Regions from separate parts of the Capsicum annuum genome. Here region 2 is linked to region 1. A link is a contact called in public Hi-C data. All regions are on one chromosome and are shown on one strand. Each heading gives the region's core, a stretch centred on a gene start, on an enhancer-like site or on the middle of the called end of the contact. The rest is flanking DNA. Distances are from core to core; before and after follow the strand shown.

Region 1 (2,877 bases), core at 120-2,619:
AGCTGTGGTATGGAGAGCACCAGGTAAGATATGCTTTTGTTGGAGTCTCAAACATTATTATGAAATCTAGCCTAATAGGTAGCATGAAGCAAATCCATAGCCATTGGAACACACACAAATCTCATGCTCAACATGGAATAGACATACAAACATATATATGCACTAGGCACATTGCATGTAGTTTTGGAATAAATCTATTGACAAACTATGTAATTGGCTCAATTAACTCGTGAAACAGATTTCAGCTGCTAATTTGTGACAGTATGTTAACACATGACTTCTATACATCCTTTTAGAAGTTTCCACGCATCAGTTATTTGGATCTCTATCCATACCCGCATCCTTGCCCTTTCCTAGTCAAGTGTTACCATAATATCTTAATCTTGCACCTTGAATAATAACAGTGAACACAGTATTTGGATCAAACAGTAACCTAGGAAGTTAATATGCTTTTTCATGACATAAAGTCATTTGGATGATGGTCACTAATGCATATAATATATTTCAGTTCAGTATAATATGGGCTGAGACTGCAGCAGCTCGGACTTTTGTTCTTGGTGGTCTATCTGATGAACATTATGGTTTGTCTGACTTCTGGATTACAGATAGGTAAATGTAAGATTTCACTATCTATCTTTCCACGTTCCGGGCGTAAGAATACTTCAGTGGTATGCCGCTGCTAGAGTTTCAAATATGCTTCTAAAATTGAAATATATCCTTGTCTTTCTTTTGGGCTGCACTTCCGTGGTACTTCACTCCATCAGTATTTTCTACACTGATGTGTTTTGCGTGCCACCTGAATTCCAAAATATATTTTGCTTGTCAGGACATTGACTCTGAGGCACTTCACATCTTATCTTACATGTATATGCTTGATCGTGCAAAAGAGGTATCAGTAAAGCTCATTTCTCCTCTCTTCCACCTAAAATGAAGATAAGTTGCGAAATTGCATGCTAACTTAGGTTTTCACTAAAAATGACTGCATGTGCAGATCCTTCATCAAAATTGGAACCTTATGGATGCAATCGTTGAAATACTAGTCGATAGAAAAAGGTTGAGCTACATGGGTTCCTTCAACCAATGCCTCCCAGTGTAGTTGATCTCAGGTCCGCTAAACGCCACATGCTCACAAACTGGAAGCAAAAGCGTTTCCCAAGGACGGAATTGAGCAAGGCATTAGGATTGTGATATGCTATCAGGTCTGCTAAAACTGGAAACATGCTCTCCTCGTTTTGGTGACGGGTCTTTCCTTCTCACCTGCTGCTAACTCAGAGAAAGAAATAGAGTCACCATGCGCCTTTCGTGGGGTGAGCAAAAAAGCATTTCCCTGGATCCCTGGTATGAACTCACAAAAAGCATTTACCCGTTGGCTGCTTCGTCCAAAGCTTTTGGCTACTTGGCTGCTGGCGCTCGAGTCTGCTTTGCATGGTACGACTCCCTTTGGTCTAATTTTGTCGTGAAGATCCTATCGAATTCTGCTATAACTCAGATTGGATAGAGCAGAGAGTGCAAGAACTCTCTGAATAGATTTTGTTTCATTTTCTTAAAACGGTCGCGACCAAAGTAGTTTGTACGTAGCTCAATTATTCAACAAAATACTTGTTACTATTACTTCCTATGAGTGCATGAGTTGCCTGTAGTCATTAGACAGGTCTTTCGATATATTTTATAGTTTATAGATTCAAATTGCGCTTTCTAGTACAAAATAATTATTGTGTTCAATCACCTCCACATCAGGGTCTGGCGGGTGCAACGAATCCCTTTCTATGAAAAGTTGCTATAATGTGAAATATTTTTCTTTGCACATATAATATATTTGACCCAAATCTTCTTAATTTCTCTCTGTGTATTCACCTTTTTATGTTTGAAATTCCTTTGGTAAAAATTATCCCGACTCCAGCACTAGTCTCATTATGAACTGAACATGGTTAGTGTTTTTACAAGAAATCTCTGGCCAACCACACAAGTGAGTTCAATCAGTGGGAATGGTGGCGATAACCGATAGCGTAAGCAGACGTGAAATACAACAAATGTTTTTCTCACTGCTCTTTTATTTATTCAATTTTTTCAATAATATAATATCAAAATATGATTACTTTTTTTCTTGGAAAAAATTACTCAGCACTTTTTTTGTTTAACAAATTTGAGACAAAATTTAAAAATTTGCAAAGGACCTAATCACATTTTCTAAATCTAAAATTAAAGAACAAAGTATATATAATTTCAAAAGAGTACAAAAATTTAATTCATAACAGGTTAAATTTCATTTAAGTGAAATAAATTTTAGATTTTATTAAATTTGAGTACAAAAAAACAAAATATACCAGATGAAATAGGAAAAAATAAAAAAAAATATTGGTGATTGTTAAAGGCATGTGGAGTTTTGATGATAGACATGTGAATAAAACATGTTGTGAAAGCTGGTCCATTCAAGTGTACAAAGAAAAAATGCAGGCAAGACTGTTGATAAGATGATATTGTACATAGACAGGAGTGAATAAGCAAGAATATTCAGGAACCTTCTCAAACACTTATCACTTCAGTAAAGTGGAAGAAAATGCAATACTCAGAAGTTGAGTTGATCTAGAAATCCAACAATGAGAAGAGTTCTGCAAGGATAAAGGATAAAGCAAAAGAGTCCAATCCAACCAGGTGAGGAGAAACGGCTACAACAAGGAGTGGAGTTACTTGATAAAGTTGAAAGAAGAAAGAAGCATAAATCAACTAGGACTCCATCACAGGTGTATTACAAGTGTGCATATATACAACAAAGCACGATCAAGTAACTTACTGAATGCACTGAAAAGAAAATCAACAATCAGCAAAACAGTTTTGATACTTGAAGAAGAACCTGGTTCCTTACTTAAGTCGTAGACT
Region 2 (2,847 bases), core at 113-2,612, 71 kb after region 1:
AGTGGCAATGCTGGAAATAGAAAATTTCTCAGCTGCCAAGAAAAAAATAGACTGGAGGAAGTAGCAGTACATATAGGGGATTCTTATGGATTTAATGATCCTTTATAAGTAGTAGACTGTGACTAAATGTTCAAATTGAATTAAAGTAACTAATAGTGAAATGCAAAATGACTTAGGAGTATATTTAGTAGTGTAATGGATGAAATAACATGAAATATAGTCAGACAAGTCATCCACCGATAAGGATAAGACTTTAGTTTCGGCTAAGTGCGTTGGTATTTCACTTCACGTAAATTCTGCTTGGTATTTGCATTAATTTTTCATAGTTTTGAAGAATGGTTAGTTTGCTAAATTATTTATTTAAGAGTTTATAACCTTTTAACGTATTTGATTTCTGAAATGGTTGCCAAAAGATGCCACATCTTTTGTGGGTGTACTTTTTTTCAACTTTTACTCTTAAACTCCTAAAGCGGCTTGTTTGTCCAGTCTTTCATGTCTCAAGGGGCAGAGAAAGATCTTACATGCACCTGCAGTGTGTTTATGCTATTGACCATTTAACATGTTAAAAGGCACAATGTGCATATTACTGCTGATTATGTTGTACTATGAGGAGGAGAAAGAATGACTTGCCTGATACATATTAGTGCAAGAATGAGTTTGGGGTTACTTCACGTCGCCTCACCACTCCTCTGGTGTGACCTCCATTTGAGAATAACAAAAGTCTCTGCGTTGGAACTTGACATTGCAAGCATCCGTTCTCATTTTGCTGTTGTGTAGCCAATATAAAAATCCTAAGGTCATAAATCTATATATATTGCCTCAATTTTGTACTTGCTATAATAATCTTCAGCTGATAACACCTTTTCTTGTAAATATCCTTCATACATCCATTGTTTCAGGTTACTGGTATGGTGACTCAATGGCATTATGAGTTTGAAATGCATTTTATATTTAACAGCAACCACTTTTACGTTTTCTATCTTGAACTTATTTCTTCCTGATTTTTGTGTTGGTTGCTAGACACATGGAGTAAGAGCTGGGCAGGAAGCTGAAAATAAAGGAATTGGACTCATTGAGGTATTGAATTGTTATTGCCTATTGTTGCTTTCAGAGATATACAACATAGACAAGCTGTATTAGTATATTTCCAGAAGTCTGGTGTTTCCTGTTCTCTGTCCATTTATATTGTGCAGAGTTTTAATATCATCACGATTGATCTCGAAAGAGTAACGGAGTGATCAGCAGTATCATAGTTTTAAACCATTTTATTGGGAAAGATGAAGGCTCTCCCTTTCACTCTACATTTTTGGGTAGAAATACAGTACTTGTCACTTCTGTCAGCATTGATCACTGACTTCTACAGCCTACTAAAAGTAGCAGAGTTTGGCGTAGGTCTCAGGTTCCAAAGTTGTGTCTTTGAAAGATCTTTTTTTATAGACATTATGATAAATATATAAATCCAGTAGCATACATTTTCTGCCTGTTTTTTAATTACTTCTCTTTACTTGGTTATAATAAACCTTTGATTCTCTCTATAATGTCATATGTTTTGAAGCAATTGAATCCCTCATTGATTAAAGAGGCTACCAAATACTGGATGTATAGTCTAAATGAGCTCTCCCACCTAATAGGCAAGTCTTTTGGGTCAGGCTCTCCTGTTTACCCTATACGTATAACAGTTGATATCAGAGTAGGTTGATCAATGGTTGAGGTGGTGCACTTGCAGAAAATAAAAGGGAATTGCAGAGAAATGAAGAGAAAATAGGAAAGAGCTAACAACACTTCATTCATGCTCTTGCAGTCATTACATGTGACTTATATCCCACTCTCCGTAACTAACTAAGGGCCTAAATGCAATAACTGAATAATGAAATAATAAAATATTGAGGGACTTTATAGTAAAGATAGAAAGAGGACAACTAACTTATAACTAACTCAACCAGTGTATTCTACTTGACTTCCATCATTACTTACCCCTCAAAAACTTTCTTGACCTCAAGGAAGGAAGGTGGGAAATCTCAACTTAACTACAGAAGCATCCTCCCAAGTGGCACACTCTTCAGGGACCTAATACCAAGTAATTAACCATTGAGGCACAGCCTTGTTACCCTTCTGTATCATTCGTCGCTGCAACACCTTCAATGGAAATGGACAAAAGGGACTACTAGTATCAAGCACAGGAGGGTGAGACACAGAGGATGGGAGCACATGACAAGGCTTCAATAAAGAAACATGGAATGTAGGATGAATCGACAAGGTAGGAGGTAAGTCAAGCTTGTAATCCACTGGACCAACCCTCTCAATGATCAAATAAGGACCATAGTACCTGTATGATAGCTTGTGGAAGTGATGTGCATACATAGTGACTTGTCTATATGGTTGAATCTTCACAAACACCCAACTACCAAGCCTGTCTATCAATCCTATGCTTATTAGCCTGAGATATCATTCTCTGTTGATGAAATTTAAGCAATGACAATTTTAGTTCCCTAACTAACAGACTCCTATCCACTTCCACCAGTTCAGAATCACCAGACAAGTAAGGAAGATGCAACGGAGGAGGTTGACCATACAAATCCTCATAAGGTAAAGTATGAATAGAAGAGTGAAAGGTGGTATTGTACCACAACTCAGCAAATAAGAGAAAAGAACTCCAATCAGTAGGAGCATCAGCACAGAAACATTGGAGATAAGTTTCCAAACATCTATTGACTACCTCAGTCTGGCCATCAGACTAAGGGTGGTATGCAGTAGAAGTGCTAAGAGTAACCCCTTGTATTGAGAATAGCTCTTGCCACAACTTACTCACAAAAATAGGATCTCTATCACTAACGATGTTGGTTGGCA

Evidence for each region. A called contact is a pair of places that touch in the nucleus more often than the background predicts.
Region 2: a contact with region 1 is called in a Hi-C map of leaf, with 1.8 times the contacts expected there. The contact joins two enhancer-like sites. A contact is called at or near these places in 2 of 5 Hi-C or Micro-C datasets (leaf and placenta).

Annotation. Positions count from the first base shown.
Region 1 is chr1:7,089,967-7,092,843 of UCD10Xv1.1, forward strand. It overlaps the pseudogene LOC107860593. Among protein-coding and RNA genes, the nearest start is that of LOC107866909, 29 kb to the left of the region's middle. Within about 2 kb of position 1,370, at least 2 of the 5 cell types and tissues checked have an H3K27ac peak or open chromatin away from gene starts, as enhancers often do. A contact at or near this core is called in leaf, where this site is marked.
Region 2 is chr1:7,161,434-7,164,280 of UCD10Xv1.1, forward strand. No RefSeq gene overlaps it. Among protein-coding and RNA genes, the nearest start is that of LOC107866887, 17 kb to the left of the region's middle. Within about 2 kb of position 1,363, at least 3 of the 5 cell types and tissues checked have an H3K27ac peak or open chromatin away from gene starts, as enhancers often do. A contact at or near this core is called in leaf, where this site is marked.